Linked DNA regions of Mus musculus: regions 2, 3, 4, 5 and 6 are each linked to region 1. A link is a contact called in public Hi-C and promoter capture Hi-C data. All regions are on one chromosome and are shown on one strand. The core of a region is the stretch at or near the end of the contact, and the rest is flanking DNA. Distances in the headings are between cores, read along the strand shown.

Region 1 (3,939 bases), core at 1,145-3,644:
AGTTATTTAACTGTAAATGGGGAAAAAAATGAAAGAAAGAAGAAAGAACAACTTGTCATAAATTAAAGGTAACTTCAAATTACACGCGGAATTGCTAGAGTCAGATTCCCAGCCCAGGGCGCCGATTCATCTCTTACGGGGAAAGCAACAGCTAAATAGTATCCAAGGCACATTAGTGCCTGAGGTTCACTCTCCTCTTCTTGGTACCAGAGGGCTGAAAGAAGAGTTGAAACACGGCATCATCGTCACCGTGTGTTTCAGTTCTGTCTCTGACATAAACTCCTATGGATAACAGACTGACTGAAATGAGGATTCTGGGTCGGAGCAAAGACACCTGGCTCCACAGCTTGCAAAACACTGCAAGGTTTCACAATGCAACCTGCTTATGTAAGCACCAGACATGATAGCGCCAGACAGAGCCTAGAAGCCAACACTAAGATGCCATTCAAACCACATAGGTCTGCTCACCCAGAGTTACTTGCACATCTGTTTCCACTGTGATTTTCTATTCTTCTGAGTTTTCTATAGTCAAAAATGAAGCAACGATCTTACAGTTGTAGGTGATGCCAGGACAGGTCCATCAAGATCGGAGCTGTCTCCCATAACACTTCCTACCTCACGTGGCTATTTGAATTTACATTTATATTTGTTAAAATGAATAATTCATTTCTTCAAACCAGCCACCTTTTCATGCTCTATGGCCCCATGGAATTGAGGCTGCCACACTAGACAAGGCAGTTGGCAGAGCAACGTTGCTGTATCCCAAGGCTTTCTGCTGGGTAGGGCTGGTCTGCAGGATGAACGCTTTCCTGAAGGAGACTTGTAGTGGTCCCGCTGTGGGCAAAGGACCAAAGTGGCTCTGTTAAGAGACAATGCTTCAAACTAGATCTGTTGGTGTAAATCCAGGCCTGCCTCTTTGTCTGGGGAGGCCAAGCCTTGCCCTGCAATTCCTCAGCTATAGTCTGTAGATTCTGCTGAGGGTTTCTTAGTCTCTCAGAGACACATTGTTTCCTGCCAGGGACAAGGCTGGACTCGTCTGCATGGCACTCCTCTTGCCTACAGATGTTATAGATCCCTCTTCAGAGAGGTGGGGTCGGGGTGTTGCAGCAAGACAAGACACTACAGATAACACAGCCAGAGACACTTACATCCGTGATGCTCTGGACAATTTCAAAGCTGCTCACATTATCATCCCACTTCTCCCGGAGGCCCGAAGCAACTGGCTTTATGCAATCCCACACCTCTTCTGGTGTCCCACACAGAATCCCTTCTCCTCGGTACCTAGAATGGAGAGGAATTTGATCCACCGAGTCAATTAAACTTGTTTATCTTAGGATTTTATCTCAGGTCTATTACATTTTTGTTCTGGTTCTAGGACTTGCTGACAGAAAACGGCCTAAAATATGCTAGCCCATCTCCCCTCTAGCCTGCATAAACAAACAGGTACAAAGTCCTCACAGAACACAGCTTGCTAGAAACGATTCAAAACACAAGCTAATGCTTTTCTGGAAGGTAACTAGTGATCACAGAAGGCTGGGGCGGATTGGTATCTTTCATGATGCAACCCCAGAGACACCAGGACGGGAGTAAGGTTCTGACAGACTTTGTTAAAAGTGCGCACTTACAGATTCCCTGGAAACTCCTCAGATGGCCTCCAGGAAATTGAAACTCCATTCTGTCAAAAGGCATAGGATTGTAGAATTTTAGAGCTAGAGGAAGTCTTGGAGAGGAGATCTCAAGACTTGATTCCCCAAGGTCACCCAACCTGTTCCTGGCACAGTTGGGGTAACTGCCCCCTACTGCAGGCGATGAGCAGAGCGATCCTGGCTGGCTGATTCCTGGAGCTGTGGGAGTCTCTCCAGTCGCCTTAATGCCACCAAGAACTTTTTGTTTTCTCAAGCAATTTAAGGCTTTTTTTTTTTTTTTTTTTTTTTTAAATCAGAAGCGCCAAGGAAGGAAACTATTTCCCTGTCACTCCCTGGGAGAGGGATTGTGCAACAATGAACGGAGGAAAGACTTGGTACTTGGAGTTTCAGATCCAATCCTAACCTCCTAGCAGTCAGATGACCTTGAGTGGGTTTCGAAATGAAAGGGGCAGAGACCTCCAGGAGTCCCAGAGAGCATCAACCCGCAGTGGAATCAGTTTCTCAACCCACCTCTGGGGTCCAGGGTGCGGATAATCTCGGGGAGAGGAGAAGCCTAGGAGTTTGGAGGACTCCAAACCCTGCGAGCAGTCTCCAGACCCCTTTTCCCGCCCAGTCCCTCACTCACGCCTTCCCGACACTTCTTCCAGCCCGACGCGTCCCGCCGGTACCGGAGCACCTTCTCTGCCACCGCCTCACTCTCTTGCGTGGCCCAGGACGGGTCCATTCCGCCAACGTGCAGGCTCCCAGCTGTGCCACACAGGTTCTGCTGGGAGGAAAGCTGGGCCTTGGGCGGAGCCTGGAGCCCCGCCCCGAGCTCCGCCTCTCTTTCTGAATTGGTTTTCGCTCTCAGACAATTCCGTCCTTTCTTGATATTGGCCCGCCCTGCGCAGTAAGCGTCATCTCTGGGCGGGTCTCAGGCAGCTCCTTCTCCGCCACTGCAGGCTTTGGGCAGAGGCAGGAACCAGCTAGCTTAAGGAGTTTGGATGTTTACCCCTTGGTGCTGAGGTGCTTTCGGCCCCCAGTGAAACCGTGCAAACAACTTCGTAGTGGGATTCTGCAGGGTGGCCCGGAGAATGTGGAGGAGCCGGCCGGAGGTGGAGGTAGGCAGGAGGGGTACACACCAGTGTCAGTTCAGGAGGCCTGCACAGGAATGTCTGCTTCTGATAACAGAAACCGAAGCGATTCCCAATTTTATTTTATTTTATTTTTCCCCCTTGAGTAGCTAAATGCCTTTTCTGAGTAAAGGAAGAGACAACTTCGAATGGGTGGAGGAAGAAGCTGAAACCAATGTCAGATCTATTTAGTTCTAGACACCCAGGGAGCTCTTGATAGATATACATATCCAGCAGACAGCACTATGCATTGACGCCAGGTGGAGACCTCAGCTTTCCCTTGAGAGATATAATCCAGATTCTGGACATGGAAGCAGGAAGACCACTCATTAAAGGTCTGCCTGGGAAATTTAATGAGGCCAGCAGCTCAAAATAAAAGAAGTAGAAAGAGGGCTAGTGACATAGTGCAATAGTAGCATGCTCACCCAGCATGTGCCCTATCCCAGCATCATTAAATAGGCAAATAAATAAGCAGACTATTGGCAACTTCTGAACACAGAGGCAACCAGGCCCGTGGGAGAGTGTGGACTGGTATCCCCTCTGTAAGAGCAGCCCAGGTTCTCTCCTCTTCAAGCCTATTTCCAACTGATTGTTTGTAACCTCTCCATTATTTCCTCCAAAGACAAGGAAGGATGTGACTTGAAAGTCCCCTTTGGAAGAAAAGAGGGGCTGGCTGGCTGGGAAAGCAATTGGGCACCTGGAGCTCCAGTCCCAATATTGACTATGTAGGTTTGGGCAGGACTCTAAACATCTTTGAGATTTTCACAGACGTGAAATGTTATAATAACATGTATCTCCCTGGGCTACTGTGAAGAGTCCATGAAGAAGAGCATGTGAATTCTTCTGAGAGTCATAAAATAGATGGTTCACTCTGCCGTACTTTAAAGGTGAGTAGAATCATAAATGATAATCCGAGATAACGTTGAGATATGGTTTGACTAAAAGTCAACTGTTTGGCTCTTTAAACAAGGCTTTAAATTGTTAAGAACTGTTAAGAAAACTTAAGCAAAAAAAGAAAGCATCATACATGGAGAGATGCTTTGTGGCAAAATAAATGACCATGATACAAAAAGATGCAGAACCCTGGTTGTAGGGAATTACAGATCAAACAAGGGGACCTGTTTAGTGGACAAACAGGACAAGATTTGTTAGTACCTGCTTTACTCACAGTACCGAGAAAG
Region 2 (4,302 bases), core at 1,116-3,615, 520 kb before region 1:
ATGGGTGAGCAAGGCTTGCTCTCTATGGCACACAACATAAGGGTTTAAGTTTAATAGTCAGATAGACACAAATCAGTTTACTTTCACAGGGAGCCTCCCTCTGTACAGCTTCTTAAAATGATCCAAAAATTTAGTTGTTCTATTTAGTTGTTGGTAATGTACAAAATCATATTGCACAAGTCCTTTGCAAAAGGAGACTAAACTAAGCCAACTTTAAATTTCCCAACAGGACTGCCACCAGAACATCTGGAATATGATTGCTATCCTCCCTATTGGCAGCACAAAGATGTGGACTTAGGCATCATTAGCTGTCTGCTCATGAACTGCATGCTATTGCATTCTGTCAGGTGGGAGGAACGGTGCTGGAGGAAGACTGACTGAGACGAGAGTAGATGCTTCTCACTTCAGTTCGGTACTCAGCGTCCTCTATTTTCACTCTGCACTAAAGTGAAATGTACTAGCTTATGTTCCTCACAGAAATACCACCAAGTGGGGACCCGAGACCATTGCCTAAGGCTACCTATGCCCACCCCCAAAACACATGTAATAATAATAATAATAATATTTAAATGTTCACAAATAGCTGATTTGATTGTTTGCTTATTTAATTGAGACATGGTCTCATTGCCCAGTTTGGCATCAGCTCACTATAAAGTTGGGAATGACCTTGAACTTCTGATCCCCGCCACCATTTTTGAGTTGGTGGCTTGTTTAATTCACATGCAAAACTGTTTTCGGTCTTCTTAGAGTGTCTTGACTGACTATGGCAGAGATGGTCCTATCTTTTGCAGTTCTGGCGACTGACCCAGTAGGTATTGCTTGAAAAACACGACACACGTTGACTTAATACGGGAAACAAGCAGGCAAAATATTAACATGAAACAACTCCCAGAGTCTTTGGGAAAAACTTGGGGTCAGTCACTAAAGCCTGGCTAGGGAAGAGCAGCTTTGCCCATCTAACTTTAAAACAGACTTGGAGAGGCGTTGTGGGCAGGCTTTTGGGGATTCAGTGAAGATACGGCCTTTGAAAACTCAGTCCACAAGGTTACTACTTAAAGTGGTACTGGTAAATCAATTTATATTAGGATGCTCAAAATTCTTTTTGTTTAAAAAATGTTGTAATCCTTCTTGGGACATTTATGAGGTCTGGAATGGTGACTGCCCACTGGGGCTCTGGTTGTATTCATTGCAGGTAGCCTAAAATGACCTCCTACCCCTGAAAGGAAAGCCTGGTGCCAAAGTCCAGAGGAGAGGCTCTGCCAACCGGACACCAGGGTTCACACGGTTTCAGAAGCCCTGAGAGTTATATTTGGAAAATCACTTAAAGCCTATAGCCAAGACAATAGTGGATTAAAATCGTTGTAACATGTCTTTCATGATTAAAAAGTCTGGCGCCAAAACAGTTCTAGAGAAACTAACATCAAAAAGGACAGATATGGAGTATCCAGTTGGCACCACAGGGGATGATGTAAGGGATGGGGGTGAGAGAGGACCGTGTTGACACCATTTGTTGTAAAACCAACAGGCTCTGCTGTAATTGTTATTACAGAAAGACCTGCGTAGCTGTACATACCCAACAGCCGCCTGCAACACGGGAACACGTACGAGATGGACCAGAGCATTTATGGTAGTGGCTGTTCAAGAAGTCTTGAATCTCAGCAAGTGGTGGTAGAGGCTAGAAGCATGTGAGTTCTAAACCAGTGTAGGCTAAACTGTCTCAAACAACCAAAAGAGAAAAAAATAGCATTGATTAGAGGAAAGCAAGGCATTTTTAATGTACTCAATTCTCTTTCTCAATAATTATCTTTTACATAAATTCCCAATAACTCCACCAGGACAGAAAGCTGGTTTTGGAGAACTGAATCCTAAAGTATCTGCACACCTACCTTTTCAATCCAGGATTGTCCCAACCGCTCTAATCTCTTCAGACCCCCGCCCCAATCGCGCTAAGCCCCGCCCCAGACTCCAGAGCCTCGCTTCGGACCGGGGAGTTTGTTCTAACGAGTAGCCCCGCCCAGATGCGCTAACTCCCGCCCAAGAGGCGGGAGCCCCGCCCAGCCCGGGGAGTCCTGCTTCAGACTGGGGCGTCCGTTCCGATGGGTAGCCCCGCCCGCCTGTGGGGGCGCGCGGCGCGGTAACCCGGAAGTGGCAGTAGCGTGCGGGGGCGGGGCGGCGCGCTGGAGCGGGCCATGGCCGCCGCCGCCGCGGGCTTTGTGTGCCGCGCGCGAGCCCCGGCCGTCCGCACCTCGCCGGGGCTGCGGGGCTGCCGCTGACCCGCCCCGCTCGCCGCGCCGCGCCCGCCTGGCCCCGCCCCTGGCCTCTCCGCCTTCTCGGCCGGCCTCCAGTTCTCGGCGCTCTCCCTCTGCGCTCCCTGCGCTTCCCTCCCGCCCGCGGCGGGCGCCAGGCCGCCCCGATGCCCGAGCCCGGCCCCAGGATGAACGGCTTCTCGCTCGGCGAGCTGTGCTGGCTCTTCTGCTGCCCTCCTTGTCCGAGCCGCATCGCCGCCAAGCTGGCCTTCCTGCCGCCCGAACCCACCTACACGGTGCTGGCGCCCGAGCAGCGCGCGCCCGCTCCCGCGGCGACCCCCGCGCCCGCCCCGGCGGCGCAGCCCGCTCCGGCCGAGGAGGGTGCGGGCCCCGGCGCGTGCAGCCTGCACCTGAGCGAGCGCGCCGACTGGCAGTACTCGCAGCGCGAACTGGACGCCGTCGAGGTCTTCTTCTCGCGCACGGCCCGCGACAACCGGCTGGGCTGCATGTTCGTGCGCTGCGCGCCCTCCAGCCGCTACACGCTGCTCTTCTCGCACGGCAACGCCGTGGACTTGGGCCAGATGTGTAGCTTCTACATCGGCCTGGGCTCGCGCATCAACTGCAACATCTTCTCTTACGACTACTCGGGCTATGGTGTGAGCTCCGGCAAGCCCTCCGAAAAGAATCTCTACGCTGACATCGACGCCGCGTGGCAGGCACTGCGCACCCGGTGAGCCCCGAGCCACGGTTGGGGTGCGGGCTTGTGCTCCCGGATTGTTGCATTCGCTCGAGATTGCAACAGCCCTCGGGGATGGAGAGCTCAGACTTAAAGGGTCCTGCCTGCTTTTCACTGGCCCGCGCGGCCTGGAGTCTTTGTGGCTCCGGTTAAACGCACGTGGCCGCTGTGGGGGATGCCAATGTACCGGCCAAACCAACTTGGTTGGGCTTGAGTTGTGTCTTGAGCTACGCGCAGACCCCGAAGGTCTGGTAGAAGTGACCTTGGGGTTTTCAGAGCCCTTGACAGCTGGGGAGAGACGATGACCTCTAAAAGACTTTCCAAGTAGAAAGTGTCCCTGGGGCGATGCCTGTGCAGCCCTTAAGGCTGGGTCGGGTCGGGTGTGGGGAGGACTTTGCCTCCTGGTCCCGCAGAGTATGTGGCACTGGGAGATCAGGAAGTTAGCTGAAGAACCTTCCCTAAACACCACCAGTAGCGCAGAGTGTTATAGGCGTGAGGAAATCTCTTGACCTTGAGTTAGCGTTCATAAAACTGGAAAGTATTTATTCAGGGTCTTTTATATGCTAAGCACAAATTGTTATATTCTGAGGACAGACCAGGTTGGGGGGGGGGGGAACTAACTTAAGTTTTACTCTGAACTTAGACATTTGGTTTGCGGGAAAGTCAAGTGACCTGACCAGTTTTGGTGCTTGTGACCTTCCCATGCAATCCCCATAGCACAGGTGGCAACCGTACCTGAGGTCCTGTGTGTAATGAGCTTGGATTTCGTTAGAGGAATAAGTCCCCAGAATGACAGTAGGCACTGTTCTTTTTAGAGACCTTTGTATCGTTTTTATGAAACGTCTATTTGCTAAGCTAAGTACATGGCCAGTAATAATGACTTTATTTCCATATGTGTTGCACATATGTTCATAAGTTATCCCTTATGCTTCTTGAGAAATGGCTTGTATAACAGAGAAGTACTTAGTATTCACTCTAAGATGCTTGCTCACATTCTTCTGAGGTCTTGGAGGGCTCCTCAATTGGGGTATAGTTTTTGGAGAATGATGTAGGCAGATGAGGCTGGATTCTATCCTGATGGAGTGGCTGAGGATCCACAAGTAGTCACATGCCACCTGCTCCCAAGAACAGGTTTCAGAAGTATTTGTCAGAAGCGGGGAGTGGAGTGCTGGTGTGGGATATGCTTCAGCACTCTGGAGGGAGGCAGAGGCTGGAGGATTGCTCAAAGTTTCAGGCTAGCCTGAGCTACATGGTGAGTTCTATGTTGGCCAGGGCCATAGTAAGACCTTGCCTGGAGAAAAATATGTGGAGTAGGTGGAT
Region 3 (4,387 bases), core at 1,042-3,541, 660 kb after region 1:
CAGACCTATGGCTAAAAACCCACTAACAGTGGCAACCTGCCATAACTACAGGACCAGACACCTGAACATCAAATCTGTGGATTCAAAACGGCAGGGCAAGCTTACACAGAGAGAGGAGTAGGGTGGAGGATGGGAGAGGAGAGGGAGGCAAAAGGGATGGATTTCTTTCTATCTCAAACACTTGTTTGTAGAAGACAATAATTTCCCCCAGAGTGCTTCAAACAACTAATTAAATTGGGTATTAATTGGGTATTTACCCAATCTCTATCAGATACTTACAGTTAGATATTAAAATGCTAAGAATGATGCTTGCTATCTTCCGGAAGACATCTCTTTGTAGCAGATGCTGCCCTGGTATCTTTGCACAGACTGTATTGCTTACTTATTATAAAGTCTCTAGGAAGAGACTATAACTATTGTACCCATTTTAGAGATAAGAGAATGGATGTGGTATGCTGAGATCTCACAGGGACAACTTAGCTATGAAGTGACGAGTTGGAATTCCTGTTCATGTCTGTAGGAAATCAGAACTCTCCTGTTCTCTAACGTATCAAAGTTGAACATTTTCTCCTCCTAAGAGGGAATCGAGGGCTGTGAGTTCTAGGTCTGGAGCAAAAGAGATTCCAAGTGAACCACAAGCCAATCCTTTCCTGGCACACCGGGGACTCTCTTTCTCATCCGTGTGCCCCAAGGTTTGCTCGGATGATCTCCAAGGCCCCTTCCCACCCCATCATCTACTGGCTGCTGAGTACAGAAGAAAGACACTAATCTAAGTTGCTTGCAATATGTTTTTACAGTGCAGTGCGACTATTTTTAGAGCACAGCAGAATAAGGGCTCATCTCATGGAGCCAGTCAAAAATTTCCCACAATCTTTGGGGGAAATCCAAGCCTGAGCGAGTCGAACATTTAATGAGATGATGTAATGCAGAGAAATATAGAGCGGGAAGGAAATTTTATTAGTGTGAGTAAACGTGAATTTTCAAGTGAATTACAAGACCTTAAGAAGTCAATGTATATACCCCAGGGGGAAACCAACTAAGACTTTAAAACAGAGCCTGCAGTGTTTCTTTGAGGGCAGGCTGAGAACGTCCACAGATGGAGTTGAGCAGGGAAAATTGCGGAGAACCTTTAACCTTCTGAAGAAAAACAGATGACCTCAGAAAAATATCTTCAATTAAGCAGATGGAGGACACCTAGTGACAGGTGCACTTGACAGATAAATGGGGCTTTAGAAAAACTCGAGCTAATGCATTCGTTGAGCAGGGGGACCCTGTGTGAAGCTTGCTAATGTGAAACCCATAGGATTGGTGATTTTTATGTATAATGTGTGAGGCTGGTCTGCCATTCAAATAGGGGAGCAGACACTCTCCAGTTCTACAGAAAGAGAAGGAGGAGGAAGGGGAGGAGGAGGGGAAGGATCGTGGGCAGGAAGAGAAGAAAGCAGCAGTTTGTTGGCTAATACAAACCCTAGAAGTATTATTCCACGTCATTTCAGTTGCTTGAGGTGTTTCCAATTGCCACACAACTGTACTAATGGACAGCACATGCGTCTCTATCAAATTCCAATCTCATGATGTCTGCTTCAGCACTCGAAATTTTGACAGTCTCGGGGACTCAGAAGTTAAGATATTTCCATTTTTGTCTCAGTAGCTAACTCCAAACATAAAAAAGCAACGGCCCGATGAGAGATGCCCAGGAGAGATGGCCTTTCGTCCAGTTTTACCTGTTTAATCTCTGCAGAGGCACTCCTGGAATTTTTCAGTCATTAAACAGGAATTTATCAGTGTGTGAACTAAACATAAACTCAGAGTCTAGGCCTCTCAGGGAAAGAGACTGGGGGATGCCTGCAAAAGCAGTAGAGCATCTAGAGAATCATAACCTCGAATATACTAACACAGCTAACTCTCCTCCACACTACAGTCACCAGCTAGGTGGTGTAGCTCACAGCATTCAAAGGGCCACTGCGAACACTGGGAATGAAGACTCACACACAGAAGGACACTGAAGTTATTCATGTGTTACCAAGTGTTACTGCCTCCAAGTATGGCCTGGTGGTTGTTGTACCATTAATAAGAAAAGCACCTCCCACCCCAACCCCCAACCCCAAATAGGCCTGAGTGTTTGAATACTTAGTCCCCATTTGCTGGTTCTGTCTGAGGAAGATTGTGGTAAAGGTAGGGCCTCAACAGCGGAAGTGAGTAGGCAATAGGGCGGAGCTTGGGGTTTTACAGTCTGGCAGCACTTCCTGTCAGCATTCTGCTTCCTGTTTCATCAGGACAGAGGAGAGGCAGTCCAACGGCACATGCCTGCCATGATGGAAGTGCCTTCCGCCATGTCTTCCCCTCGAAGATGGGCTTTATCCTCCAAATGGGAAGCCAAAGAAACCCCTTAAGCTCCTTCTTGTCAGGAATCAGGTAGGTAGGAAGAAGGTGACTAGCGCATGGTTCCTCTGCATGGTGTTCCTCAGAGCATCTTCATCTTTCTGTTCTGTCCACCCTGACCCCAATGACGAACATCCCCTCCAAGTGTCTCTCACTTCCTGGCATTGCTAAGGCACCTCCATGGATCCTAGCTCTAAAGCCTTGTCAGAAGTACATGAATCCCTGCGTGGAGGATAAACCTCAGGAAATCTCATTACACTGATCCCATCCAACAAAATTCCCTCAACTCTGAGCAAACAGCCTATACCTGACATGAAATAGACCCTCAAAAATTATTTACTGGACTCCAAAATTATTTATTGAAAAAGTAAATTTATAAATTGCTCACATCTTCTGCTTCCTCTGAGCTCATCATCCAGCTAAAGCAATGGTATGTGTTCAAAAGTAACCACAATTTATAGTTAAGAAGCCACAGTCAGTCAGAGGGCCTGATGGGGGGAGGCAGCTGTAGAGACAGAACCTAAAAAAAATGAATAGCAAGGAACAAGACACAGATGCAGAAATGTTTCGTGTTTTCTTTTGAATTTTTCCCTTCTGGTTTCTCTACTTTCAATCCCCTGAAAATCTCAGATGCCTGCTGTCTTAGGGTTTTACTTCTGTGAACAAACACCATGACCAATGAAAGTCTTATAAAGGACAACATTTAATTGGGCTGGCTTACAGGTTCAGAGGTTCAGTCCATCATCATCAAGGTAGGAGCAGAGCAGCATCCAGGCAGGCATGGTGCAGGCAGAGCTGAGGGTTCTACATCTTCATTTGAAGGCTGCTAGTGGAAGACTTACTTCCAGGCAGCTAGGGTGAGATTCTTTTTTTTTTTTTACATTTCAAATGTTATCCCCTTTCCCTGTTTCCCTCCCTCTCAGAAACACCCTTTCACATCCTCCCTCACCCTGCTTCTATGAGGGTGTTCCTCCACCCACCCACCCACCCACCCACCAACACACTCCCACCTCCCTCCCCTCAATTCCCCTACACTGGGGCATCTATCCAGGCTTCATAGGACCAAGGGCCTCTTCTTCATTTGATGCATGACAAGACCATCCTCTGCTACATATGCAGCTGGAGCCATGTGTACTCCTTTGTTGATGGCTTAGTCCCTGGGAGTTCTGGGGGGTCTGTTGGTTGATATTGTTGTTATTCCAATGGTGTTTCAAACCCCTTCGACTCCTTAAGTCCCGTCTCTAACTCCTCTATTGGTAACCCAGAGCTCAGGTCAATGGTTAGCCACTAACATCTGCCTCTGTATATGTAAGGCTCTGACAGGGCCTCTCAGGAGACAGCTATATCAGGCTCCTTTCAGCATGCACTTCTTGGCATCCACAATAGTGTCCTGGTTTGATAACTGTATAAGGGATGAATCACCAGGTGGGATAGCCTCTGGGTGGCTGCCTTTTCCTTTAGTCTCTGCTCTACACTTTATCTACATATTTTCTCCTGAGAGTATTTTGTTCTCAGAACCCTCACTTTGCTCTTTCTTCTTAATGAGCTTCATGTGGTCTGTGAATTGTATCCTGGTTATTTGGAACTTTTGGGTTAATATCCACTTATCAGTGAGTGCAGACCATGTGTTTTCTTTTGTGATTGGGTTACCTCAGTCAGGAAGATATTTTTCTAGTACCATCCATTTGCCTAAGAGTTTCATAAATTCATCATTTTTAGTAGCTGAGTAGTACTCTGCTGTGTAAATGTACCATATTTTCTGTATCCATTCATCTGTTGAAGGACATCTGGATTCTTTCTAGCTCCTGACTATTATAAATAAGGCTGCTATAAACATAGTGGAGCATGTGTCCTTATTACATGTTTGAGTATCTTCTGGGTATATGCTCAGGAATGGTATAGCTGGGTCCTCAGGTAATACTATGTCCAGTTTTCTTAGGAACCAACAAACTGATTTCCTGAGGGGTTGTACCAGCTTGCATTCCCACCAGCAATGAAGTGTTCC
Region 4 (4,311 bases), core at 564-3,063, 970 kb before region 1:
ATTAATAAAAATCATAAATATAACAATCATAAGCATGCACTAAAGTTTGGATAGAGCTCTCCGTTTTATAAAACAAACACCAATGATTTAATAAGAACAGATTCCAATACAATTATCTTGGGTGATTTTGCTACGCCATTCTCATCAGTAGGTAGGTCATACAGACTAAAACTCAATAAAGTAGATTTAGAGTTCAATTTAGATTAAACCAACCTAACAAACATCTCCAGAATATTCCATCTGTATTCATTACTACTCTCATTGCTGTGACCAAATACTTGACAAGAAGTATTTAAGGGTGGAAAGATTAAGCTTATAGTTTGAGGCGATACAGGCCCTCCATACTAGGGAAGGGAACTAGGAGGGCATGACGCAGGGTTGGGGAGAAGGCTGATCACACTAAATCACAGCCTGGAAGCAGAAGAAGATGAATACAGCTATCCAACTCCATGTTCCTATCATTTATTCAAGGCCTCCAGTCCAAGAGGTGATGCTGCATACATTCATTTAACCTTTTGGAAACACACAGACACGTGGAGATGTGATTCCATGGTGATTCTAAATATGATAGTGAAGTTGACAATATTAAACATTACACCCTCCAACAGCCAGAAAGCACAAATTCTCAGCAGAGCTTTCTCTAAAATAGATCACAGTTTAGGCCATAAGTCATGTCTCCACAATACAAAAAAGAATTTAAATAACCCGTTTTTATTTTATCAGATTGTGTTTCTGAAGCATTTGCACGAACACGGCCCCAGTCTGCGGGGTACTCCCGTGAGATCTCACTTTATCATGGACGCCCACGTTTCTAGTCAGTAACTAGCCAAACTTCTAACATCTCTGGTCCCAGAGTCCATAGGTCTTCCTCCCGCTCTTTCATTTGGAAGTCAACTATCATTAACTAATCGAATTCTTGTTTCTACTGTGAAGTAGACCCCCTTCCCCACTAGTACTGTACGGAAGAAAGCACAGGCAGAACACCAAGACGTTAACGCAGGCGTGTCACACTTCTAGACGCTGGCTCCAACTCCATCTTTCACCAGTGCTCAGGGCAAGGTCTCTGGACCCTGACTGAGCAAGGCTACACAGGCAGATGAACTGGGGACAAATCCTCTGCAGTATCCAGTGACACCACAGGAGCCAGAGGCAGTCCCAGACAAAAGAATGGGGTCACTGGGTGGATCCCAATTTGCATTCTGGAGGTGGGGTCAGGGAAAAAGCTTGGCTCATAAGGGAGGCTGGGCGGTTTTGCAAAAGGGCGAGGCCTCAGAGATTATGGAAATAAAGCACCTACTGGGGCGGGGCTTTGGGTCTTGGGCATTTTAGGTGAGACCAATACCTGGATCCAGGTGCTGGACCCGGAAGGGGGAGGTTTAGACATAGGGGCGGAACGGTCTGACAGTTCCGGGATGGAGATGGGGGGGGGTGGGGTGAGGGGGAAAGGCAGGGCGTGGACACGACGGGATCTCGGGGGCAGGATGAGGGTGGGGTGACCCCAGGACTCCGGGCACATCTGGGGCGGGGCGAAGGCGGGAAGATCCCAGGGCTCCGGGCACATCTAGGGAGGATGAGGAGAATGTCTTGTATATCCAGACCGATGAGGCGGTCCTGGACTCGTAGAGGTCGCCCGAGAAGAAAACGGGGTGGTCTCAGGGCGGGTACCGGGTGGTTCCAAGGCAGGGGCTGGCCAGGAAGGATGCGGAACAGTCGAGAGGCGTGGGAATGGGGTGGCCCGGGGCGGGTGCTGGATAGTACGGAGGGTGGACCCAGGGTAGGGAAGGAGGGAAGGGTGTGGGGCGGTTCCGGGGCGGGTGCTAAAAGAATCACTAGGGTGGGGAGGCGGTCCCAGTGGGGCGGGTAGGGGTGTGTGCCAGGTGGTACCGGGTATTGGCTGGAGGAAGGGCAGCCCGGGGTTCGGGGCGGTCCCTGAATCTAAAGGCCCTCGGCTAGTCTGATCCTTGCCCTAAGCATAGTCCCGTTAGCCAACCCCCTACCCGCCGTGGGCTCTGCTGCCCGGTGCTCGTCAGCATGTCCTTTATTCCAGTGGCCGAGGACTCCGACTTTCCCATCCAAAACCTGCCCTATGGTGTTTTCTCCACTCAAAGCAACGTGAGCATCGATTTTTGGGCTCGGGAGCCGGGAGGTGGGAGTTCTGGTCAGTTTCTCCAGAGCCTCGGGGAGAGCGCCTGTGGCTACAGTGCCGCTCAGGACCCATAGCTGTGCACGTTACGGAAATTAAGTATATGTGGGTATATATGGGCCTGTGCAAGAACCAGAGCATAGAGAAATGGGAGCTATCACCCCTGCCTGGGCAGCAGGCCTAAGCGATTGTGACCCAAAAACGGACGCATAATTTCCTTACAAAACGCGGGTGGTCGTTCACTTCACTGCTTAGTCCTTAACCCTGTAACCTCGAAAGTACCAGCTGACTCCCATAATTTCGAGCAACTCCTCTGAGCACTTCCTGGCCTAGAAACTTCGGTCTAAGACACAGGCTTCTTTTACCTCTAACCTAAATTCTTTCTGCTCTAGAGTGAACTGCTAGGCATTCACTGAACTAACCACAGGTCTCATGGGGCAGGAGAAATGAACTTTGACTTGTACACATAGTCTGACTTGAAAGAAATCTTTGCAAATGGTTTAGTGGAGCTGAGTTATCTATCCTATCCTTGGGTGGGCAACGCATATCACTCTGAAATGTTTGTGCTATTTTCTGCTTGAGCTTTTGGGGGGAGGGTTGTTTGTTTGTTTTTGTTTTATTTATTTTGCTTGTTTATAGTGTTGATTCAGCTTTGTGTGTAGGAACTGTTTGCACCATAAAAGGAGTATGAATATCTTTGCCAGTACAGACAGGTAGCATTGTTCTAAAGTACTTGGCTGGCATGCACCAGCAAAAGGAAGAAAGAAAGGAAGTGGTTCCTGGCAGTGTATAGCTTTCTCCACATCTGTTGTCCTTTCATATCCTGCCTGTGCAGATTGCCTTGGTCAGAAGAGTCAGGTAATGCTTTCACAACCACCAGGCATGACTAGATGTTGCAAGGACACAGAGTTAACTTGTTGTCCTTTCCACGTTTGAGGTGTGTGGAGCCTTAACCTGAGCCAACCAACCGCCTTGTGGAAGTAGAATACTCCCTCTGGCCTCTTCTGATACTTTGCCCTCAGCAGACATGCTCTCAGCCTTTTCTGGGAATTCCAGTGGGTTAGGCAGGGACATTTGTGCAGTCAGGCACGTTGAGAGAACTGGACTAGGTAGTAAGTGGGTTGCTTTCCCAGGGGAATCTGAAGTTACTGTCCTTCAATAGTTAGAGACTTTTTAGACATCATACATCATCACCATTACTATCTTGGTTTTATTTGGGGGACTTGATGGTAGTGGTGGGTTTTGGGGGTTGTTGTTGTTGTTGTTGTTGTTGAGACAGGGTTTCCCTGTGTAGCCCTGGCTGTCATGGAACTAAATCTGTAGACCAGGTTTACCTTGAACTCAGAGATTGCCTGCCTCTGTATCCTAAGTGCTGGGATTAAAGGTGTGTGCCACCGTGCCGTTTCTTTTTTATTCGTAATAATAATTTGAGAGTTTCTAGGTACATTTTCCTGGACATGTCTAGGGAATGTGACCTATCAACAGGCGTCCCTAGCCTCGGGCTCTTACATTCTTTCTGTTCCCTCTTGGGTGATTTTCCCTGAGCTTTAGGAGTGTTACAGCTATGTCTTGGGGCTGGGCACCCCAGGATGATTTTTTTTCTTACATTTCATCTGTTGAAAAAAAAAAGTTTCTTTGATAGGTGAGAGATATGTATATTTAATTGGTTTAGGAAAATGGCAGTAGGAGGTTCTCCTCTTGGGTCTGTATTATCTCTCCAACATTGGGCAGCTGGCTAGGTTTTTACAGTAACAGGCTTGAATTCTCTCCTGTTGAGCACAGGCCTTGAGTCCAATTAGACAGCTGTTGGTTACCCTCAGAATGCAAGTGCCACTATTACAGCATTGTGGATATCTTGGTATTCCAGCTATTGTCATGATTTATAGGCATTGAGCTGGGTAAGACTACCCATTAATTTCCTCCCTTGGAGCTTACAAAGCACTAAAATGACTTAATACAATTGCTAGGCCTTGTTCACATATAACTAGGCAGATAATGCCTATGATCAGGTCAGAGAGGACACACTGAGAAAGGTTCCTCCTTGCATTCAGCAAGTCATAGGATGATTGCCTCTGGGTCTTTCCTGAACATCACCTGAGTGGATCCCTCACTTGAATCCACTTACCTTTCTGATCTTTGAAGCAGAATGGAGAAACAGAGGCCCAGGG
Region 5 (4,000 bases), core at 1,050-3,549, 980 kb after region 1:
CAACAATGTTTGATGCTTGATATATTACACACTAGTCAATCTGCTATTTAATTCTCAAAGGGGAAAAAAAAAAGAATTAATAAAGAAACAAAGTAAAACCTTTGGCTAGATCTTATATCCTCCAAACATGCACACATGTACCCATGGGCAGGCTAGTCACTTTATTTGTATATAAACTCAGTGTCAGCTGGATCTTCTACAAGTGACCCACCCTCTCTCCTTGTCTTCAGAGCTCATGTTAATGACAAGAGTCACCAAGCCTCTTTCCTGCCTTTTAACCCAGCCAAGCACCTTTCCCAGTCTAATCTCATCTACAATTGGAGGACTTTGCCCTTGCTATATTTTTCCTAATGACTCCCAACACGCTAATAAAACTGTTAATGACCATTTCACTATTATTTCACCACTGGCAGAGATTCTCCTTATCCTCCTTTTACATGGGCTACACACTGACACTCAAACGGAAAGTAATTTGAAAAGACCTCAGAGCTCCGGATGTCTAACCAGAGCTAGAGAGCTTGATCCTGTCTTAGAGTCACACAGGAATGGTGAGGTCTGTGACAGGACCCTGCCTGTGTCTCCCTCGCCTTTAAAATGATACGGAGCTTTGGCTTCAACAGGACTCTAAATGCTGAGCTGCTGCTATGAGAAGAAAGAGTTTCAAATGAAGAGTAGTCTCAGGATAAAGCAGACAGCTGAACCCCACCTTAGACACACGCGCTTCCTTCTGCCTGTCTCCACACCTCCATTTGTACTGCTTGCCCCCCCCTATCACCCACAGCCCCTCAAGGGGCACGTCTAACAATTCTTTTTAACCACTTTGCTACCCAATCCTCCAGGTCTCAAAACTCTCACCCACCCCACCCCCAGCCCATCTCACCACGAAGCCCCGATTCCTCCCTAAAGCTTCTCTGGCTGGACAGGTTGGCCTCATAAATGTCTAGGGCCTGACAAATCTAAAAAAGCACTGCCAACTTAGCAAATGCTCAGTATAGGATGAATTAAATAGAATTTATAGAAGATATATTCTACCAAGACCACAGACATTTTACCATCTCAAGAAACTTTTCCATATTTTAACAAAAATCCAAATTCAAAAGCATTGTATGACATACTGGGCAGACCACCAATCACCCGTTAATCCATTTATTTCAAACGTTCTACAGCATGCTTCTCTGACATGGCACAACACACAACTCCTTAGCAAGCATCACTCTCACCGCTCCAATGAAACAGAGACATTTCCTCTTTGTTAATAAAACCCAATTCTAAAAGCCTTACCGTGGTCAACATGAGCCAGAACACAGATATTCCTAATGTTGGCAGTGTTCTTCTGAAGTCGAATCATCTTATCAACACCACTGAGCACCATGGTTATTTCCTGGGACTAAACATTAAATGCAAATTAAAAATGGTACAAAATCTAGTGGGGGTGGGGGTGGGGGTGGTGTGCACAACAGCGAAAACCAAATGGACAAACTGAGAGGGAGATGCTGATGCTGACAAGTCGCCTCAGATTCCTTAACTGAGAACCCAATGAATGTTTAGCCACATCTATTTCCTTCTGGCCCTGAGGGGATATAGTCCTTTAGGCCCATGTTCCATGGTAAAGTCCACACATCCTGCTGACAGTACTTGTGGGGTGAGCTGGGAGTTTCCGGATCTGCCATGCGATGAATCACGCAGTTGGGAGCCAGGTGCAGAGGCGCCCGGCTAAGTCACACTCACACTCACATACATACATACATACATACATACACACACACACACACACACACACACACACACACACACCAGAGACAGACAGTCAGTCTCTCTCTCTCTCTCTCTCTCTCTCTCACACACACACACACACACACACACACACACACACCCTTCCCTACTTCAGTCCCTCCAAAAGTCTGCCTTTCTGTCAAGCTTGCTGGCTTTTATCAGACATGAGAACTTCGGCCCTGTGACTGCACTGAGTGTCCTTAAAAGTTTTTGGATCACGTGCCTAGGAACACACCAGGTGCACGACACACCTTCTACCCCTCTCTCCAATTAAAAGAAGCAAATCGAGGTCTGCATGCCCTTCCTCCTCTTGGGTTCCTGGAGTCGCTGCCGCTGAGAGTACCGGGTCCCTATAAAGTGCAGCCGCTCGGGACACTCCTCGCCCAGCCCAATCGACATGACCCCCCCGGGTCTCCGTCACCGTCTGGTCGCCGGCGTCCCTAGCAAGTCCCCCCACTCACCAGCTCCACGCCGCACCTCACCCACGCACCTAAGACTCCAGGGGTAGCTCAGACCGGAAGTCGCAGGAGCCTGGGGGCGGGGCCTGTGGGCCTGTGACCTCTGACCCGCGCGCATCTAGAACATCACCGGAAGCCACGTCGTTTCCCTTCAACTTGGAGTTCCGCGGTCGCCTTGACGACGGCGGACGCTGTAGCTGCTCTGAAGTGTGCCAGCCTAAGCCTGCGGAGGGGGACGCTGGAGCGCAGAGCATGAGGAACTGGTGTCTGTGCCAGATTTGCACCTGCGGGTAAGAAACGTCCGCCCGGTGTGGCGTCCGCAGAGCCGCGAGCCCCGCCGCGCACACCCCCTAAGGACTCCCTTGCCTGAACCGGAGGAGACCCCTACTCCACCCCCACCCCCCACCCCCCACCCCCGACCTTATGCTCTGCTAAATGCTGCCCATTTCCTCTGCTTGGCTAGCTCCTGGGCAAAACTTATTTTCTTTGCATTCCCTGAGGCTTCCCATCCAGAGATTTAAGCTAAAATACAGTTCAGATCAGCTAAGTAGTATGAGCAAATATGGCTGGTAAGTGATGGAGTCACCCACCGATTCTATTGGTTAACTTAAAAGAACAGTATCCATGGTATTTCGTTTGCCACCCAGAACCTTCCATCCTCTAAACTCTATTTTTATTCCTGCCAAGGCAACATTTTCCTGAGGCCTTTCTGACAGACAAAAATGGCAATAGTCCTCACCGTAAACCTCAGGTTTGGTTTGTAAGTCCTGCCTAACAACTTTACATCACCAGTAAACACATTCTTCTCTATCCTCAAGCTTACTGTTTACCCAGGGGTTAGATCACCTTTGATAAGTGAATAAGAGTAACTGAGTAACGCCAAGCCCTTTGTACTTGTAATCCCCTTCTAAGGGCAACCAGCTACAACACATATTGATTGAGAGCAGTTTCTCAGCCCCTTTTGTAATAAACATTGTTTGTATGTTTGAACAGATGCAAACATAACTTTTAAGGCTTGAATCTGCAAAATCTTGTATGTAAGAAAAAAAATGTATTTGAATCTGAATTTATCTACAAACTAAGTTATTTTCCCATCCACCCATCAGGAAATTCATTATATTAGGGACTTTACATTCTTCAAGAATAATATCACCATCCACAGAGCTGGGGGGACTGCCAATGTAAGAGGAATCCCCTTTAGGCTTTGAAGCATGGCTAATAACTTCTGCCGAAATGTCCCTTGCAAACACTTAGTTGCAGCGAGAGCACTGCCTTAGCTGCTTTCAGTTTTATAACTGAGGTACAAGAATCTTTGACAAAATGGGTAGTTACTATGACATACATAGTTCCACTCAGCCAATGGTTTTTAAACTTTGGCTACCTTCATGAGTCATTGTCTCAAAACGGGGCAAAGATTCTTCACCATCATCCCTCCCCATACCACCTCTCATCTTTTGCCTCCTTTCCTGTTGGAAGGAAAGATGGAAGATCTGTCCATATTCATTTGTTGTTGAAGACTATCTGTTAGGTACATTTGCACCACTGTGGTAGCACTGTGGTAAAAACAGCGAAGGAGAGGAGGTCTGTTTGGGCATACAGTTTGAGAGGGTGCAGTCCCTGGCAGTCAAACATGGTGGGGTTCTTGTTCATGTAACACGAAGCAAGACTTTTTACATGCTGGCAGACCAGGAGGTAGAAAGCCTGTGGAATCAAGACCCAGGCTCTCATCTTCCAAGGGCTGCTGTTTACAACTTATTTCCAGGTAGAGG
Region 6 (4,475 bases), core at 190-2,689, 910 kb after region 1:
AACCAAGGTTAGTTAGTTTGTATTTCTGCATTTTATATACAAAGTCTAGGAAAACAATTTCTAAAAAGCCTTAGAGACCACTGAAAACAACTTCATTGCGATTATACTTGGACACAAGAAGGAAAAAAACCCCAAAAAACAAAAAACAGTTACCTAATGCACAGCAGACTTCTAGCATCACGGCAATGGAAAAAAGCACAATTCATCAAGAGAATGCCAAGCTTAGAAGTAGAAGGTACCCAGCAATCTATTCAATGCAATATAGCATCTCTCAAGGTGTTCTAAGACGGTCCTAGCAGCTCACAGCCTTGATGAAGGGCAGGAATTGTAATCCACAGGCCCACATACGAATTCCTTAGGTGTTACACAGCTCTTCTGCTCCATAGTTTGCTGGAAAGCAAACAAACTACCAAAGGCTCTACCCAGGTTCTTCCCACTTTCATCTGAATCCTCCACTAGCACTCCTCAAGGCACCACTAGCACGTCTAGATTGAGCTAGCTTCTAAGCACTTAAAAGCTAATTCCACAACACCTTAGTTTTTATGCCCCACCCCAAGTCCAACTCCCTCCCTGCCTCGTATAAACTGAACCAAGAATGTTTAAGTTAAAAAGAAAGTCGGTTACATCACAGGTACATCTCTAGGTAGCCGTTTGTGTAAATGCCTCTTCAGTTTGTGGTTGGCAGCAGGTTAGCTGTGAGCTCGCAGTCTGAGGCAGCTGCTAAGTCAGTCTTAGGTTTTCTTTTTTGAAGCAATGTGAGGTTCCCAGGGCGGTCACCCCAATCTGAGTTATTACTCTATTAGAAAGGACAGCTTTGGCAGAAAGGGATGGCAGGCTGCTTGTAAATCGTATTTCATAGGTATGAAGGACAGGGAAGCAAATGTGGCATGAAGTCAGGGTTAATCACTGAGCAGCTGGCCAGTGGAAGCAACAGCAGACGGCTAACTGCAGGGAAGAAAACCCTGGTCGGCCGTCGAGGCCAAAGGCTGAGTGCTTTGAATCTTGGCATTTTTAGCAGGTACCTGGTACAGAGAAAACGGGGCACCGGTGAAAGGACCGGCTAGTGGGACAGACAGCCACTTAGTTCTAAGGTTACATGGGAAGGGAAACAGCAAAACCAACTGAGGCCTTGTCCAGAGAATTTCATGACAGCACTTGTTTAGATATACATTAAGTATCTAGAAGTATGAATCTCAAATGTGGGGACAAGGATACGTTTCTACTCATGTACAAGGGATAAAAACAGACTTGGCAGGCAGCTTTCATTGGCCTTTTTGGAAAGTTAGTCTTACTTCTGGGGAAATTCTTGTCTTCTTAGCAGGTGGTGTCATGACACCACTTTGTTACTAAGAGTCACCAGCTCCTTTGTCCCTGCTCCACACAGTAGCAGAGGCGGGCTGAGTACAAGGTTGGTGATACCCTCCCTCCATCTGAAGGACAAAGGCTCTAGGGTGTGTGGGGAAGGTGTCCTGAGGCTCTGCGGCTCTGCAGAGCTGAATGTCAAGCCCTTTAAGAGGACCGTTTCTGGGTTTACAATAGGCTCTAGTATTCTCAGTTTGTGAACAGGGTCAGCTGGCAGCTGTTACATTTCTTGGGGAGTTATGAAACAAAACCAGGCATAGGATTCCCTAAAAAGTGCAAAGTGCTGGGAAGCCTGCCCAGCTGAACCTGCCAGGTTATCTAGTAAGCCCTGGAGCAAAACACCCGAGCAACACAAAACATCAGTGAAGGGCTCACTGGCAGGGCTGGCCATGCTCCTGTCCACACCACAGCCAGGTACCTTCTGTGGGCCTCTGGTACTCTTCAGAGGTGGGAAAGGCAGGCAGCATACTAAAACAGCGTGGAAAGAAAGTATTCACTCCGTTACACTACATTACAAGTTACTGGTTCATAATTATTTTTTATTGAAGTATTTTTTCTCACCTCTGAAGAGTATAAAAGTCCTAAGTGTCTTTCTCATCTCAGAAAGACTACTGTGTAGTAAGACACAGAGGATCAGCATACAGTACTCAGGTACCTACAGGAAGCCACAGAACCATAGTGATGGCTGACCAAACCAGACTGTCGCACAAGCTCACCCTCAGTGACTTACCAGTGCTAATCTGCTTCAAGACCATCACTTTACCCATGGAGGAGGGGGAAGAAAAAAAAAAAAAAGAAGCAAAGCCCAGCAGGAGGGATGACCCCTAAACGTGCTTTCCTGGTAAAGCTGAGGATTAATCCTCATGACCAGGCTTCTTCAGAAGGCTCCAGTTCTTCCTTACTGTCAATCATGATCCGGCTGTACCATGTATAGTGAAACCATGTGTTCTCAGAAAGGAACAGTCTGCCAGTTTCTTACCTCAACATTTAGAGAAAAGAACTTAGAGAATGGAATGAATAAGAACTTTATTGTTCAACTAATAAATAAGGAGAGTTTCTTTTCCCAGACTGGGTAATGAGGAAGCAAATGGAATCTGCCTGTCATGTCCACTCTGGTGGGCTGTGTCTTGAGGAATTTGCTGTATGTGTGAACTCACAGCAGGTATTTACTTCCTTAGAGGACACAGTTCACAGCAATGCCACAAGTGGTGCCCATTTCCCAATCATTGGTTAGAGTGCATTTTCAGAAAAAAATATGGACCTAGACTTCATACAATAAATGAAGATAAGCACTCGGGCAGGCTGAGCAGTAGCAATATATCTGGAGCTGTTCACAGTGCGAGTTATGGTTCTCTAGAGGAGGGGAGGGAAGGGGAGGGGAGGGGAGGGCCTTTCTTTCTTGCCTTTCCCTGTCTCCTCTCACTCTCTCCTTTCCTATGCATCCTAGACAAGGCTCTATCATACAGCTCTAGCTCTAGGTCTATCCATTAATTGTTCTTCTTCTTTTTTTAACCTCTCTGGCAAAAGCTACAATACACAAGAATATGAGTAGAAAACTGAAAAAGTAATTCAAAGTACTTAATAAAAGCTGAGTATCTTCAACACACATTAAAAAAAAAAAGAAGCTTTTTATCAGTAAATGAGAACAGTAAAAGAATACAGGCCATGTTGGGTATGACGGTACACTGAGTTCCATCTAGTGTGGCCTAGTCTATAGAGTGAGTTCCGGATCAGTCAGAGCTACACAGTGAGATGCTGTCTTCAAGAAAAACACTCACCTTCAACACATCTGCTGTGTGTTAGTTCCAGTGTATTTTGTAGTTGGAACTTCAGCCTTCACGGTTTTTCTTTTTTAGAGGGCAGCTGTACTTTCATTTCCAAGGGAAACAGTTCCTATCTGCCTCAGTAGCAATGCACAGGCTCCCCCTCACAGTTCTGGAGCACATCTGTATCTGGAAGCTTTGTTATGTGCAATTCTTACTTATTTCCCACTTAAAAATTCCTCTAGGCTCTCTCCTTCCTACTTTTAACTAACAGCCAGCTAAAAAACAAAGGGTCAGAGGTCAAAGGGCAACAGGGGAAAGGTCATTGAAACACCACCATCATGTTTTAGCACAAAGTACTCGACTCTAGGAAAGCCCAGCTCTGCTGTCTCCTCATGCACATTGTGCAAGCACAGGGGTGTGCGTGCGTTCACTGTGCAAGGAGGGCACAACAAATACCCAGGGCTGAAACCCCTCTCACCAAGCAAATTGCTTCCAGATTCCGTGTGCTCTTGTGTCATGGAGTTTTGCTACAGTCAGAAGCAGCCACCTATGTCTGATCTAGTTAGGTATTTAATGCCTTTGTTTTTAATACAATGTAATGACTTTAATATAATTTTACAGTAATCTCAGCACTCAGAAGGCTGAGGAAGTTACACTTGTCTAAGTTTAGGCCAGCCTGGGCCTGAGACAGACTGTGTTTCTGGGGGAAAAAAATTAAATAAATGTGCATAATTTAGTCTTTAAAAATAGCCAAGTTTAACAACTGGCTGGCAAAATTTGTGAAACTTAACAACTGGCTCTTGAGAACTGACAGCTCCCCCTGTTTTGTCCTACAGGGCCAATCAGATTTTCCAGAGCTGAGCTTGTGGCTCCAGCTATTTGAGGGCTGCAGTCTGTGGCTTGGTTTTTCTCCCATTTTGGCATCCGTTTCTGATCTACAATCTTTACAGTCCTTGCCTCCTGTCTCATGGCGGAGACAAGCTCTCTTCAGTGGTCTCCTGAATGCTTCACGGTGCTGGGCAGCCATATCATTTCTCGGTAACACGTACTGAGAAGTGTACCACATGGGGGGCGGGGGGAAGGGTCTGTTATCACCTCAGAGGGAACTTAGAGACCTCCTGACAGGGCTGAGAGGACACAAGCCTGAGGACACAGAAGTGTCACAACACTGCACATTGTTCCATAGCTTGCTTCTAACTAGGGAGGTGTACATGCTAACATGAAGATTATGAGTACAGGACTGGCGTAAGCCACTTCTCTTCAAGAATGCAGACAACAGAGTGCGCTTATAAGCACACTGGGCTCCATACTAGCATTACCACACCCGTGAGAGCTGGGTTGTACTTG

What was found. Promoter capture Hi-C pulls out the DNA fragments that hold promoters and counts their contacts. A called contact is a pair of places that touch in the nucleus more often than the background predicts. Capture Hi-C pulls out chosen DNA fragments and counts their contacts.
Region 2: a promoter capture Hi-C map of liver shows a contact between it and region 1. The contact joins the promoter of Abhd17c here to the promoter of Stard5 in region 1. A contact is called at or near these places in 5 of 39 promoter capture datasets (3T3-L1-derived adipocytes, hematopoietic stem and progenitor cells, liver and 1 more), 3 of 484 Hi-C or Micro-C datasets (embryonic stem cells, liver and muscle stem cells), 3 of 115 datasets of contacts at active chromatin or transcription factors (the 230-238 cell line, large pre-B cells and memory CD8 T cells) and 1 of 9 other capture datasets (liver).
Region 3: a promoter capture Hi-C map of embryonic stem cells shows a contact between it and region 1, with 2.7 times the contacts expected there. The contact joins the promoter of 4933430H16Rik here to the promoter of Stard5 in region 1. A contact is called at or near these places in 3 of 39 promoter capture datasets (cranial neural crest, embryonic stem cells and hippocampal neurons) and 1 of 115 datasets of contacts at active chromatin or transcription factors (embryonic stem cells).
Region 4: a contact with region 1 is called in a Hi-C map of liver, with 3 times the contacts expected there. The contact joins the promoter of Fah here to the promoter of Stard5 in region 1. A contact is called at or near these places in 3 of 39 promoter capture datasets (the 3T3-L1 cell line and liver), 2 of 484 Hi-C or Micro-C datasets (both in liver) and 1 of 115 datasets of contacts at active chromatin or transcription factors (hepatocytes).
Region 5: a promoter capture Hi-C map of liver shows a contact between it and region 1. The contact joins the promoter of Efl1 here to the promoter of Stard5 in region 1. A contact is called at or near these places in 16 of 39 promoter capture datasets (the 3T3-L1 cell line, the HPC-7 cell line, HPC-7-derived erythroid cells and 10 more), 4 of 115 datasets of contacts at active chromatin or transcription factors (bone marrow-derived macrophages, cardiomyocytes, epiblast stem cells and 1 more) and 3 of 9 other capture datasets (adipose tissue, liver and pancreatic islet).
Region 6: a contact with region 1 is called in a promoter capture Hi-C map of embryonic stem cells, with 5 times the contacts expected there. The contact joins the enhancer-like site here to the promoter of Stard5 in region 1. A contact is called at or near these places in 10 of 39 promoter capture datasets (the 3T3-L1 cell line, the C10 cell line, cranial neural crest and 7 more), 1 of 15 datasets of contacts at CTCF or cohesin (the NIH/3T3 cell line), 4 of 484 Hi-C or Micro-C datasets (cerebellar granule neurons, cortical neurons and uterus), 9 of 115 datasets of contacts at active chromatin or transcription factors (SST interneurons, cardiomyocytes, craniofacial prominence and 6 more) and 3 of 9 other capture datasets (adipose tissue, embryonic tail and liver).

What each region holds. Positions count from the first base shown.
Region 1 is chr7:83,630,472-83,634,410 of GRCm38.p6, reverse strand. Stard5 (StAR-related lipid transfer (START) domain containing 5) reads right to left here and starts at 2,394. Exons shown (of 6, transcript NM_023377.4): 1 at 2,272-2,394; 2 at 1,626-1,675; 3 at 1,149-1,281. The coding sequence starts at 2,370. It overlaps Gm16638 (predicted gene, 16638), which reads left to right and starts at 2,570. Exons shown (of 4, transcript NR_166697.1): 1 at 2,570-3,645.
Region 2 is chr7:84,149,956-84,154,257 of GRCm38.p6, reverse strand. Abhd17c (abhydrolase domain containing 17C) reads left to right here and starts at 2,365. Exons shown (of 3, transcript NM_133722.2): 1 at 2,365-2,976. The coding sequence starts at 2,414. It overlaps LOC117997403 (a long non-coding RNA gene), which reads right to left and starts at 2,118. Exons shown (of 3, transcript NR_169136.1): 1 at 1,887-2,118; 2 at 1,574-1,712. It overlaps Gm39044 (a long non-coding RNA gene), which reads left to right. Exons shown (of 3, transcript XR_869770.2): 3 at 230-572.
Region 3 is chr7:82,969,295-82,973,681 of GRCm38.p6, reverse strand. It overlaps 4933430H16Rik (RIKEN cDNA 4933430H16 gene), which reads left to right and starts at 2,291. Exons shown (of 4, transcript NR_045855.1): 1 at 2,291-2,415.
Region 4 is chr7:84,603,444-84,607,754 of GRCm38.p6, reverse strand. Fah (fumarylacetoacetate hydrolase) reads left to right here and starts at 1,813. Exons shown (of 14, transcript NM_010176.4): 1 at 1,813-2,112. The coding sequence starts at 2,032.
Region 5 is chr7:82,646,913-82,650,912 of GRCm38.p6, reverse strand. Efl1 (elongation factor like GTPase 1) reads right to left here and starts at 2,299. Exons shown (of 20, transcript NM_175317.3): 1 at 2,235-2,299; 2 at 1,282-1,387. The coding sequence starts at 1,372. Saxo2 (stabilizer of axonemal microtubules 2) reads left to right here and starts at 2,385. Exons shown (of 3, transcript NM_177894.4): 1 at 2,385-2,521. The coding sequence starts at 2,484.
Region 6 is chr7:82,722,390-82,726,864 of GRCm38.p6, reverse strand. All of the region lies in intron 15 of Efl1 (elongation factor like GTPase 1), which reads right to left. Among named protein-coding and RNA genes, the nearest start is that of 4933406J10Rik, 31 kb to the left of the region's middle. Within about 2 kb of position 1,439, at least 22 of the 459 cell types and tissues checked have an H3K27ac peak or open chromatin away from gene starts, as enhancers often do. A contact at or near this core is called in embryonic stem cells and liver, where this site is marked.